Linked DNA regions of Sus scrofa: region 1 is linked to region 2. A link is a contact called in public HiChIP or PLAC-seq data. All regions are on one chromosome and are shown on one strand. The core of a region is the stretch at or near the end of the contact, and the rest is flanking DNA. Distances in the headings are between cores, read along the strand shown. Region 1 holds the start of BCL2L12 (bcl-2-like protein 12). Region 2 overlaps PRR12 (proline-rich protein 12).

Region 1 (6,647 bases), core at 1,339-3,838, 47 kb after region 2:
TCCCACCAGCCGCAGGCCCCCGGGCTGCAGACAGTCTGCTGGAAGACTTGGCAGCCCCGGTAGAAGACGGTCACCTGGAACTCCCACTCTGAGCAGCAGCGGCAGCAGGGACATGAGCGGAGAGAGAGGAGGGAGTGTCAGGGGCCGCGGGCCGTGCCAGCCCCGCCCAGCCCACAGCGGGCACTCACCGTCGTCATTCGCCAGCAGCTGCTTCAGTGGGTTTTCACGGACTCCCAGGTTGGGGCAAGAAGCGGGGGCGTCTACACTGGGGCTCAGGGAGAGCTGAGGGGGCTGCTCGAGGGCCAGGGTCAGGCTCGGGGGCCCTGCATCCGAGGCCAAGTCCATGCCACTTAGTAACTTATCCAGACTGTCTTCCTGGAGAGGGGAAAAAAAAAAGCGGCCAGGTATTTCCACGGCCTTTTCTGGAGACTTCACGGGGACCAGGCCTTGTGCTCAGCGGTGTGGAGCCGTGCCTCCAAAGAGGACACAGACCTGAGCTTTGCCCTTAAGGGGATTCTAGTCTGAGGGAGACCCAGCCACCAGCCAAGGCGGTGGAATATACACAGCTTGTACACAGGCTGGGCACTACCGTAGCCCGAGGGGAGCGGCTAATTCCACCCCGAGGATCTGGGTCAGTGCGAGCAAGACCCGGGCAGAGAAGCCTGGGTAGGATTTCAGAAGGGACCTGCCCTGGCACAGACGTCAGCAAGATCAAGGGTAGGGAGGGTCTCGGTTGCCAAGAGGCTGAGGTACCCTGTGCAGGGAGGGAAGCTGTGAAGTCCTAGAAAAGTGGGTGAGGGTCTTAAATGCCTGGTGAAAGCTCCACATTTTCTCCTGAGGATGCTGGGAGGCCAGTGGGAGGCCTGTGAGCAGGGGAGGGACAGGGTCAGCCATGGGTCAGGTAGGGGGCAGACTGCAGGGAGAGAGTGGAGCCTGGAGTGATGGTGGCCTCGCTAGGCCCCTGAGGATGCATGAGGCAGGGGCTGAGCGCAGGACGGTCGGGGCGCATTCTTACGTGGGTATCAGAGGTACTGTATCTGCCACTGAGGTCTAGAGAGGTGTCTGGCTCAGGAAAGTCCCCAACTCCTGTCGAGAAAGGTGGTGAGTGGAGTAGGGGCTCTGGGGACACCCGAAATCCCATCCCTCCAAGCAAAGCCTCACTTCAGCACACCTGAGGTCACAAACTCATAGATCTTGTGTGGGTCGTGGGGGTCCTTGCTGTGGTCCTCTGCTAAACGCAATGCTTCTTTCCGGTTCAGGGCAGACCGGAAATTCCTCTTCCAGGTGGGCAGGTCGGGCTTATCCTTCCCAGGAGTGTAGGCACCACTGGCCTCGGCCCAGGCCTGGGGGGACCAGTGGTACCAAGATAGTGAAGAGGATGACTTAAATCTTGCCCCCAGGGGTCCTAACCTTGGCTCCTCTTGTCCTAACACCACCTTGCCCTCCCCTGGCAGGTTTTGTTTTTGTTTTTGTTTTTGAAACCATAGTTGATTTACAATATTGTGCCAATTCCCTTTGCACGTTCTAACTTAGTTCTCATCCCCAAGCTCTGGAATTCTCTGTGCCCCAAATCCCCCTTACCTCCACCCTTCAAAAACATTTGCTTTCTAAGCCAGCCTCCTGGTCCTAATGGGTGTCTAACTGCCAGTGCGCTGCCCCAGGACACTCTTCGTCATTAGGCTTAACACCACCGGCATATCCTACTTCCGTGGCAACCTCGGCTTCAGGGTCGAGTCTTGCCTCTAATATTCCAAGGTCCGCCCCCAGAATTCTACAACCAAAAGCCCCACCCCAGGGGGTTCCCTACCACCACCACTCCCCTCCCACCCCAGGATGCATTTCCTTCACTTGCCCGGTTCTATTCCTGGGACCTGGCGGCTCCAATCCTCACGGCTGTCAGACGCCCATCTGCGCGTCGTACTAACTTCGCCCCTCCCAGTTCTAACTCCATCCACCCCCACCTGCCAGAATAAGCGTGGGCCGCGCGGTCGAGCTGATCCCATCCCTCGGCCCCGTCCCCTTGGAGTCCCCGGGCCCGGCGCGCGCGCACCTGGAAGATGCCGAAGTCCTCCTGCTGGGCATCCTGCCGCAAGCCGTGCTTCCAAGGGATGCGGAAGCGCGTGTGGCCCTCATCCAGCCAGGCCACGCCCTCCAGTTGCCCCTGGTTCAGCTGAGATATCAGCCAGGGCAGGATCCGAGGCTTCTGAGTTCCCATGGGCCTGTGCGCCGGGGACAGTTCCTGGATATAGGCGGACTCCCAGGCCCACCCAGTTGGAAGGTTCCGAACCCAGACCTCCCTCTCAAGCGCCACGGCGCAGGGTCCTCACCTCTATTCTCCTGGGGTACAGACAGGAGACCTCCCATCCTCCAGAGAGGCTCCCTAATTCAGAGAGGAGTCCCTCCAAAACCCCTCTCCTTTCCCCAGCTTCTTTTATCTACATACCTCTACCTCCCTCAATTCTACCTTCCTCAATTCCGCCAGTGTAGACCTTCCCCACTCCACTGAAAGCCCTTCCCTCCCCCACATCACACAGTGCAGGTACTCTTATCTCCAGGGTAGACGCCTCCCTCCCGTTACTGCCGTGCACATGCTAGGGACTCGCAGACCTCTACCTCCCACACTCAACTCCAGTGTAGCTCCCCCCGCTCCCCAGAACCCCTCACTCATAGACCGACCAACCACAGTTCCTCCCAAACAGACGGCCTCCCTCCTCCGCGGCACGCCCCACTTCCCAGAGTGGATCGCTTCTCATTCACAGAGTCCTTCTCTCCCCTAGATACCCCAGTGTGGACACCTCCTCTTCTCTCCTACCAACTACTTTTCTAAGTTTTGTTTTACAGCCAGCCATTGCTTCACTTCCTTTCCTTCTCGCTTCACTTTCCCCAGCGTACACAAACCCCCTTCCCCACTGTCAAGGCAGACGCATCCTTCCTCCGTCCCATTCTTCACTACTGGACGCCACCAACTCCCCCGCTTTTCCGCGTTACCTAGGTAGTGGGTCGAGGCGCGTAGAGTGCCGGGAGGAGGTGCGCCGGGAACCCAGGAACCCAGAAACCCAGAAAACCCACTCCTGCGTTTGAAGCCCCGTAGCTCTCGAACTCGCCGCCGCACACCCCACTTCTCGTCAGCTGAGTTTTAGAGGTGGGACTTGTTTTCTGTTGATTTCTTGAAATAAAAACGACTTTAACGTCGTTAGGATTATCGACTCGACAGCCAGAGAGGCGGTACAGTGAGCCGGGAAAACTCCCCCGCCCATCATGCCCTTTTTAGGTCTTCCGACCACGGGCATGCTGGGAGCGTTCTATGCAAATTAGGCGGGCCTCATCGCCCCGCCCCTTCCACGTTTGGGCCGGCTCCTAGCCGGTACAGTCATTGCGCAGGCGCGGGAAAGTCGCCCTAAGGAAAGTTTATACAAGTTCAGTGGAGGAGGCGGCGGCGGCGGGGCCCGGGACCAGGTGAGCGGGAGGTGAGGGAGAGCTAGGTGAGCAGGGAAGAAAAGGGGGCCGGGATCTAGGAGCAGGTAGCCCAGTCACGCTTCCCCGACATCTGCGTGTCCCGGCTCCCCCAAATTCCAGCCCGAGTCAGAGTGGAACTACACCTCCCAGCAGGCTGCGCGGCGAACAAGTAACGGACGGAGGGGAATGTTTGCTACGAAGTCTGCTGGGAATCGTAGTTCCTGATCCTCTACGGACTTGAATAGCTTGGCATATACTTTCAGAATGGAGAAGTCAGAGCCCCAAGCCTCCTTCTCCTTCGGGGACTCAGGGATCTGAGGCCCCAGTCTCCTTCTCTCTTAGACTCAAGAGTTCAGACCCCCAGCCCCCTACTCCGAAAACCAAGAGTCCAGGCCCCCAGTCCCCTCCTCCCTTGGACCCCAAATCCAAATCCCCAGCTTTCTCCTCTCCCAGGATCAGGATGTCTTTGCCCTCATCCCTCTCCTCCTTCTGAGAACTCAAGTGTCTGGGCCCCCAGACCCCAACTTCTGTAAGGAACCTGGGAATCCAGACTCTCAGCCCCTTCCTCCCTTGGGCACGCATGAATCCTGACGGCACCACACTTCTCATTCCGGGACTAGCAATTTGGGCCCCCAGCCGGCAGTTCTTGCTGAACCCTGGAGTCCATCCCCAGCTCCTTCTCTTATAGGTGCCTCCATGGCAGGCTCTGAAGAGCTGGCGCTCCGGGAGGACACTCTGAAGGTCCTAGCTGCCTTCCTTAGGCGGGATGAGGCTGCCGGCTCGCCCATTCTGTCCCCACCCAGGTAAGAGGTGTTGCCCTCCTCCCTGAGGAAACTGCATTGGGGGTGGGCTCCTCTCGAACTCTGGTCCCCGGACTCAGTCTTTCTCTCCCCGCCTCCCCTCCCTTTATATCTGGCTCTCCTCCTTGTCCTGCGGGTTGCAGGGAAATGCCCTCAGTGAGAGGACAAAAGGACTGCTTGCCGAGGGCCTTGAGTCACACTCCGCGGTCCCTTTCCCCAGGAGCCCTGCCCAGGAGGAGCAGACAGATTTCCTGAGCCGCCTTCGAAGATGTCTTCCCTGCTCCCTGGGGCGAGGAGCAGTTCCCCCTGAGTCCCCTCGGCCTTGCTCCCTGCCCCTCCGGCCCTGCTATGGTTCAGAGCCTGGTAAGCTCTCCCTCAGTCACCCAAGAACTGACAGGACCAGGAACTTTGATTCTTAAAGCATAGAGAGGGTGAGGAACTAGTTTAAGATCACTCAGCCCAGGAGTGACCTAGTGGTTAACCAACCAGACTAGGATCCATGAGGATGCGGGTTTGATCCCTGGCCTCACTCAGTGGTTTAAGAATCCCGCATTGTCGTGAGCTGTGGTGTAGGTCGCAAATGCGGCTTGGAATACGCCAGCAGTTATAGCTCCGATTCGACCCCTAGCCCGGGACCCTCCATATGCTGTGGGTGCGGCCCCAAAAAGAAAAAAAATCAGCCAGGGAGTCCTACTGTGGTGCAGTGGGTTAAGGATCTGGCATTGTCTCTAGGGCGACGTGGTTCAATCCCCAGCCTGGCACAGTGGGTTCGGGATCCTGCATTGCCACAGCTGTGGTTTGGATTTGATCCCTGGCTCGGGAACTTCAATGTGCTGTGGGTGTGCCCCTCCCCCCCCAAATCACTCAGCTAAGGGGGTAGCTTTGGGGGATCTCCAGCACCTACCCTCACCCCCGACCCCCAATTAGATTGCTCTCTGTCACTTCTGTGAGCTGACATCAGGAGGGCTTTTGGTCCCTTTCTCTTTGTTAATCTCTCTTCCCATATGTGCTTCCCTGCCCTTAGGGCTTCTGTAGCCACCAGGGCCCCCAGTAGAGAGGCAGGAGACCTGATTTTCAGCCATAATTCCCTGGCTGCTTTTGGTTGCATGAATCTTTTGCTCCAACATCAAAGTAGGAAGGGAGAGGTGGGTATTGGGCATGATTAAGAATGAACTGTAGGTTTCCTCCTATGTGAGCCTGGAGAGACTGGTAATGGCCAGTGGGAGTGCTCACTTGAAGAGGACTTCACAGCTGGAGAGAGGAGGTCTGTGACCAGTTGTTGCCTGAAACGGGCACGGGACAGAGTGGTAATAGCTGGGGTGCCCTGTGTGTGCCTTCCTTGGGTGGGATAATCTTCAAGGTCCAGTTCAGCTCTAACCTAAGTCCGTCTGGGGGGAAAGTAGAGGGTCTTTTACCAGGTTTGCTCGCGGGGCCTCGGTTTACCCCATTCTGAAATGGAAATCATGGCTTCCTGGCAATGTGGTTGGGAGGAGAGTATCCAGAGATGCCTGACCCATCGCTGGCTCTTCTCATCCTAGGCCCAGCTACTCCAGACTTCTACGCCCTGGTGGCCCAGAGGCTGGAACAGCTGGTCCAAGAGCAACTGAGATCCCCACCTAGCCCAGGTGAGGTGCAGAGGGGCTCTGGAGAAGGATGACGGTAGAAGGGTCGTCAGGATTCTGCACCCCCGCCAAAATCTCCTCCACCCTTCAGAATTACAGGGTCACCCACCCACAGAAAAGGAAGCCCTGCTGCGGAAGCTGGTGGCCTTGCTGGAGGAGGAGGCAGAAGTCATAAACCAGAAGGTGATGAGCAGTCTGTTCTCTCCCTTCCTTAGGATAGGGATTGTGGCTTGGTTTGCAGGGGAACTGAAGCAGAATCTGCATTCTCATTGGATGGTCAGGTGGGGAGAGGGTGGAATAAGGCTTCTGGGAAGGGTTGATTGACAGATAAGCCTGGGCTTGGGTATATTAAAATTAGTGGCTTCGGAGTTCCCGTCGTGGCGCAGCTGTTAACGAATCCGACTAGGAACCATGAGGTTGCGGGTTCGATCCCTGGCCTTGCTTAGTGGGTTAAGGATCCGGCGTTACCACGAGCTGTGGTCTGGGTCGCAGATTCGGCTCGGATCCCGAGTTGCTGTGGCTGTGGCGTAGGCTGGTGGCTACAGCTCCAATTCGACCCCTAGCCTGGGAACCTCCATATGCTGCAGGAGCGGCCCCAGAAAAGTCAAAAAAGACAAAAAAAAAATTAGTGGCTTCATTGATGGTTAGAGGGGCGCGGCCTAAAGGCAGGGGGTGTGGCCATCAGAAACGTTCTAGGAAAGATGGGACCAGTCAAGGGAGTAAGAGAAAGTTTAAAGCTGGCTGTTTAAAATCTGAAGCCCTGATTGAC
Region 2 (6,228 bases), core at 486-2,985:
TGACAGCCCCAGAATCGAGCCACGCATGCAGAGGAGGACTCGTTCAGGGCAGGCCGATGGCGTGGTTTTTAGGAGCTCAGCTTTGCCATTAACCTGACTGACTTGACTCTCTGGCACTTCCGAACTAGAGCTGAGCCTCAGTTTTCTCAGCTGTAAAACGGAGTGATGTTCCCTTCATGCAATTGGTGGACTCAGGCTCGACGGCCAGTGCTCTGACACTGGCGGCGACACTGATGGTAGGTGACCCTGAAGGTGCCCTATGAACTTCGCAGCTGTTACTCGTCTCTGTGGCCCAGAGCAAATCTCTAGTGCACAGCTTGGCAAACGTATTTTTGTAAAGAGCCAGAGGGTGAATATTTCAGGCTTCGCAAGCTGCTTAGGGTTTCTGCCACATTCTTGGATTTGTTTTGTTTTGTTTTTCTTTTTCACAATCCTTTAAAAATGTAGAAACCTTTCTTAGCTCAAAGATCTATAAAAAAAATGGGCCACAGGGAGTTCCCATTGTGGCTCAGTGGGTTAAGAACCCGACATAGTGTCCATGAGGATACAGGTTACATCCCTGGCCTCGCTCAGTGGCTTAGGGATCCCGTGTTGCCTCGAGCTGCAGTGTAGGTCACAGATGCAGCTTGATCCAATGTTGCGGTGGCTGGGGTGGTGGCGGGCAGCTGCAGCTCCAATTTTACCCCTAGCCCAGGAACTTCCATGTGCCGAAAGAGCCACCTTTTAAAAAAAAGCGGGGGGGGGGGGTGCCCCACAGGCTATAATTTGTCATAGAACAATGGCAGTCTAATAGAAATATCATATGAATATGATATGATATAGAAATATTATATGAGCCATGGATGTCATTTGAAACTGTCTCATATCTACATTTTTAAGAAAGTTTAAAGATGAGATTAGCAGTAGGGATGTATTCTCTCGAACCTAGCTTATCTAAAGGATTATTTCAGCATGTGGTCAGTGTAGAAAAAGTTAATGCAATGTTTTACGTTCCTCCTTGCTCACCAAGCCTTTGAAATCCAGCGTGTCTTTTACACTCTGTGGACTCAATGAGCTGCATTTCAAGTACACAAAGCCACTGGTCTGGGAGGAGCTGCTGAATCGGACAGTATAGGGTTAGGGCTCTCTCTGCCTCAGCTCCCCCCAAAGGGGAGTGATAATATTAATTCCCAGTTCTTGGAGATGTTGAAGATTTAGCAGAATGCAAACTGAGCATTGAAGCGTCTGCTGGATGGAGAAAAATGTGGGGAGGGTGGTCCAGGCAGAGAGAGCAGTCTGTGCAAAGGCCCTGTGGTGAGGCGTGTATATTTGTGATGTGTAGGGGTGCAAGGGGTTGAGTGGCTGGACAGCGAGCTTGAAGGCTGGGAAGGTGGGCAGGGCCCAGATCATCCTGGGGTGAGATCCCTGGGTGCCTGCTTGAGAATTTGGGTGGTCTGGCGGTGGCTGGGGAGGTGTGCAGTCCGGATGGCAGTCTGTCCACTGCCTGAGTTCTGTGACACTGACTCCTCTGTGTCTGAGTCCAGCTTTCTTCTTAACACCAGTCTGGGCGCTTCTAGCTCACTTACTCACATCCTGCTCCTTACCACCCTTGCCTCAGCTTGTTATAGTTGAGATTCCCAGGAGAGAATCTGATTGGTCCAGCACATCATTTGGGGTCAAGGTGGGGTTTGTGATATGCCTGTCGATGGGCGGCCCCTTGTCAGGTCTCCTCCAATCACTGGTGGCGTCTACTGAATAGGGTCAGGCAACTTCCCTACTAAAGGGAAGTGGGTGTGATCCGTGATATGATTGACAAGAGGAGAGGCAGGAAGGACGTGGCTTTGGGACTAACTGACTCTGGTTGGGGAGCAGGCAAGGCTGATGATGCCAGGGCCTGATGACCAGGGCGGGGATGGCGGGATCCTGGGAGGAAGAGTGGTTTTGGGAAAGAAGCCAAGCTTAATCGGGATGTGGTGAGCCCAGGGGCCCTCGAGTCCAGCTAGAGAATGAGCTGATGCCTTAGAGGAGGAAGATAGGCCGTGGGCAGAAATAGGGAGAGCGTCCTCTGGTGGATTTTTCAAAAACTTGGAACAGGGAATATTATTTCCATATTGAGAGAGAAAACGACACACCCCTAGTGGGGGGTGGGCAGCTCTGCATTTGCAGAAACCTGGAATTCAGCAAGTGGGGCTTGTGTCCTGAGCTTTGCGGGTCTGGGTGGCCTGCCGGGCAGGGGAGGGAGGAAGGAACCTGAGGCCAAATATCTGTGCCAAGCTGTAGGATCTGCACTGGGGCGCTGGAAGGTTTCAGAGCAGGGCAGGACTTAAAGGAACTGTGAGTCCCTAAAAGGACCTGAAAAGGACTTTTTAATCCTCATGCCTCTGACCTGGCTCTCTGAGGAGCCAGGAGGGAGGACCGAGAACCGTGGGGTCCTGGAGAAAAGCACTTGGGCTCGGCACGCCCGTATCCTTGTCTCATCCTGCCTCACTCTTGTGCAGTGAGACTTAAGCCAAGAACCTTTCCAGACCTCATTTTCATCAGGTTGTTGTAACTTCTCCTAGGTGTTCCCTGGATTGATCTGAGGGATGTGAAAAATCGTGGATGTGAAAGCAATTGACAGGAAACCAAGAGTAGCTACCCAGAACCTGGCCCTTGGGCTTCAGGGCACCAGCTGCTGCCAGGGGCAGACATCACTAATTGATCCCAGCACTTACAGCTGCCGAGCCTAGTGTCAGGGCAGCCACGATTAATCCATCGGAGTTACACCTGAATCCTCTTTGTCACTTGACTGTGGATTCTTTTGAATGCGAGGGCTTGGCCCTCCTTCCTCTCTGGGCTAGCACGAAGCCCAGGACACATTTCCCGGTATGTTCTGATGCTTTTCTTACCCGTGCCACAGCTGTCACACGCTTTACCTGCCGGCTCCTAGCCCTCACCTAGCCCCTCATAGGAGACTTAGTCTTCCCAGGACTCCTTTCTTCGAGGAAGCGTTTTTCTCAGATTCAGATCGAGTTCAGAGCCCTCCTCCTCCTAGGCTCCTAGGGCACCTGTCATTAGTACCTTTCGACGTGAGCTGTTACATTTTTGGGTCTACATCTGGCTCCCCTGCTACTCTCCTCACTCCCTGATGGCACATGCTGGGTGCGACACACCCGGGTTCCCTTTGCCCAGCTGGGGCCACACAGGCCTTGGGCTGGGGATCTGAGTGTGCCAGGGGAAGTGGAGCTGGGGGGAGCCTTTCTGTCACTGTGCCCTGGACAGGCTGACAAAAATCAGTGCTCTCAGGTAACCCGTCAACCCGTTTATTCTTAGCACAAGCCTCAGCATCGCCCTGTTTCATTTGCTTGTCTGTCTTATTATCTCTGTAATGAAGACCCCCCCCAAAAAAAAGGCTTTGTGGCTCTTGTTCACCACTGTACAGTGGGGCTGGGGCCTAACCCCACATCCAGAAGATGCTGGGTAGGTGGGTGCTCGGATTTTTTTCGCTTTAGGAGCAAGGTTTTATTTCTCTGTTAGAATGGATGTTGCCTGGAGTTCCTGTTGTAGCTCAGTGGGTTAAGAACCTAACAGTGTCTGTGAGGATACGGTTTCGATCCCTTGCCTTGCTCAGTGGGTTAAGGATCTGGCGTTGCTGTGAGCTGGGGTGTGGGTCGAAGATGCGGCTCGGATCCCGTGTTGCTGTGGCTGTGGGGTAGACCGGCAGCTGCAGCTCTGATTCGACCCCCAGCCTGGGAACCTCCATATACCACGGGTGCGGCCCTAAAAAATAAATACACAAATAAATAAATAAATAAGGATTAATGTTGTTTAGGCATTTTACAAGAGGCAGAGATGTGTTTCTTTCACTAGTACTTTTTAGCAAATACACAAAAAGTTCACAAACAACTTTTATGTTACACACGTGAGCCAAAGTCCGTATTTTCCGTTTATCAATCTGGTGACTTGTTTTTTTAAGTATCGTTGATTGACAGTGCTGTGGGTGCTCAGATTTAGTTTTTTTGGCTATGCCTATGGCATGTGGAAGTTCCCTGGCCAGGGATCAAGCTGAGCTGCTGCAGTGATAATGCCGGATCCTTAACCCGCCCTGCCACAAGGCAACTCCCAGATTTCGTCATTTTTATGAGTCATGAGGATGTCGGGTACCATCACACTGTAAAGATGTAACAACTAAAACCTGAGAACCAGGGGATTAAGGATCTGGTGGTGTCACTGCAGTGGCTCAGGTCACTGCTGTGGCGGGGGTTCAGTCCCCTTCCCCGGGAATTTCTGTATGCTGTGGGGGCAGCCAAGAAAGCCCCACAAAACAACCTGGTAGCCCAGAATGAATGGCCTGATTTGAGCATATAGATGGTCCCTATGGGTCAGTGTAGGATTTTTCAACTTGATGGCCACGCAGAAGCGATACACACTGAGTATGGAGACTGTACTTTGAGGTTTTTTTCTCTTTTTTTCTTTTTTTTGTGATTTCTAGGGCCGCTCCCTCAGTATATGGAGGTTCCCAGGCCTAGGGGTCGAATCTGAGCTGTAGTCACCAGCCTACACCAGAGCCACAGCAACGCGGGATCCGAGCCGCGTCTGCAACCTACACCACAGCTCACGGCAGTGTGGATCCTTAACCCACTGAGTGAGGCCAGGGATCGAACCCGCAACCTCATGGTTCCTAGTCGGATTCATTAACCACTGTGCCACGACAGGAACTCTCCCCCCACCCCCATCTTACAACATAGGCTTTGTGTCGAGGTGAGTTTGCCCAACTGCAGGCTAAGGCGTTGTGAGCACATGGAAGGTCGGCTGGGCTGTGATGTTTGGGAGGTTAGGTGCATTCAGTTTTTGACTTAAGATGCTTTTCAACTTACGATAGGTTGTAATCGGGGTGGGGACCACCCCCCACCCCCGGTAAGTCACGGAAGCTCTGTCTTTGGCCTGTTGTAGGAAGGCGGGGCCAGACTCGAGCCGCTTCCCCTGGGAACATCAGGAGGCCAGAAGTTATCTGTCCGCTGGCTGCTCCTTGATGCTTATTGAGGACGATGCCTTTTCTCTAAGGGGGTGTAGAGGGAGGACGAGGGCCAAGAATTGGGTCGGGAAGGGCAGGAACAGAGGCTGACCTTGCCTGCCTTGCTCTTCCCTCCTCAGCTGGCGCTGCAGACAGGACGGGAGCCCCCACCCATCTGGCGAGTCCAGAAGGCGCTGCTGCAGAAATTCACTCCAGAGATCAAGGACGGGCAGCGGCAATTTTGTGCCACCAGTAATGTGAGCCTGCAGAGGGGGGCGAGGATGCGGGGTGGGGGCGGGGGTGCCCAGGGCGGGAGCATGGAAGCTGGGGTCCCCCTCACACCGGGCTCTGATTTACCCCGGGTCCCGGGGGGGCTGCCATGCTGGTCCAGGGCAGTGGGGATCCTGGGTATTGGGCTGCCGGGCTGGGGCAGATGGAGGTGTTTCTCACGTGCTTCTTCCCCCCCAGTATTTGGGGTATTTTGGGGATGCAAAGAACCGGTACCAGCGCCTTTATGTCAAGTTCCTGGAAAACGTCAACAAGAAGGATTACGTGAGGGTCTGTGCTCGGAAACCCTGGCACCGGCCACCGGTGCCCGTCAGGTACCGTCCATGGGGCCAGGGGAGCAATGGGGTGGGCAGGGCCAGCAGGCAAGGGGATGAAACGTGCAAGGAAATTTGCATAACATAAAACTAACCATTTTGAAGTGCATAATGGGAGTTCCTGTTGTGGCGCAGCGGAAACGAATCCAACTAGAAACCATGAGGTTGTGGGTTTGATCCCTGCCCTTGCTCAGTGGGTTAAGGATCTGGTGTGGCTGTGGCTGCGGTGTAGGCTGGCAGCTGTGGCTCCGATCGGACCCCTAGCCTGGGAACCTCCATATGTTGTGGCTGCGGCCCTAAAACGCAAAAATAAAAAAGTGCATAATGCTTAGAAATAGAGGCAGGGAGGGCATGCAGAGACCCAGAGAGTAGGGGACCTAGAGAGACTAACACAGCCAGAGTCTGTGCTTAGGAGTTCCCGCTGTGGTGCAGTGGGATCAGCAGTGTCTCTGCAGTGCTTGGATGCGGGTTCAATTCCCAGCCCAACATAGTGGGTTAAAGGATCTGGTGTTGCCGCAGCTGCAGTGTAGATTGCAACTTGGGCTCAGATCTAACCCTGGCCTGGGAACTCCATATGCTGCGGGGTGGCCAAAAAAAATAGGGAGAGAGAGAAAAAAAGAGTCTATGCTTAGAACTGTGGGGTAGGCAGTGGGG

What was found. HiChIP or PLAC-seq counts read pairs in DNA pulled down with a chosen protein or histone mark.
Region 1: a contact with region 2 is called in an H3K27ac HiChIP or PLAC-seq map of alveolar macrophages. The contact joins the promoter of BCL2L12 here to the enhancer-like site in region 2. A contact is called at or near these places in 4 of 47 Hi-C or Micro-C datasets (epiblast stem cells, fibroblasts, heart right ventricle and 1 more) and 2 of 2 datasets of contacts at active chromatin or transcription factors (alveolar macrophages and skeletal muscle).

The regions. Positions count from the first base shown.
Region 1 is chr6:54,703,865-54,710,511 of Sscrofa11.1, forward strand. It overlaps BCL2L12 (bcl-2-like protein 12), which reads left to right and starts at 2,589. Exons shown (of 10, transcript XM_013998657.2): 1 at 2,589-2,718; 2 at 2,993-3,027; 3 at 3,215-3,403; 4 at 3,405-3,456; 5 at 4,145-4,259; 6 at 4,477-4,619; 7 at 5,795-5,881; 8 at 5,970-6,061. The coding sequence starts at 2,589. It overlaps IRF3 (interferon regulatory factor 3), which reads right to left and starts at 2,215. Exons shown (of 8, transcript NM_213770.1): 1 at 2,051-2,215; 2 at 1,172-1,343; 3 at 1,016-1,086; 4 at 189-375; 5 at 24-88; 6 at 1-21. The coding sequence starts at 2,215.
Region 2 is chr6:54,657,801-54,664,028 of Sscrofa11.1, forward strand. It overlaps PRR12 (proline-rich protein 12), which reads left to right. Exons shown (of 19, transcript XM_003127347.5): 12 at 5,113-5,229; 13 at 5,441-5,574. Among named protein-coding and RNA genes, the nearest start is that of PRR12, 19 kb to the left of the region's middle. Within about 2 kb of position 1,736, at least 19 of the 83 cell types and tissues checked have an H3K27ac peak or open chromatin away from gene starts, as enhancers often do. A contact at or near this core is called in alveolar macrophages, retroperitoneal adipose tissue and skeletal muscle, where this site is marked.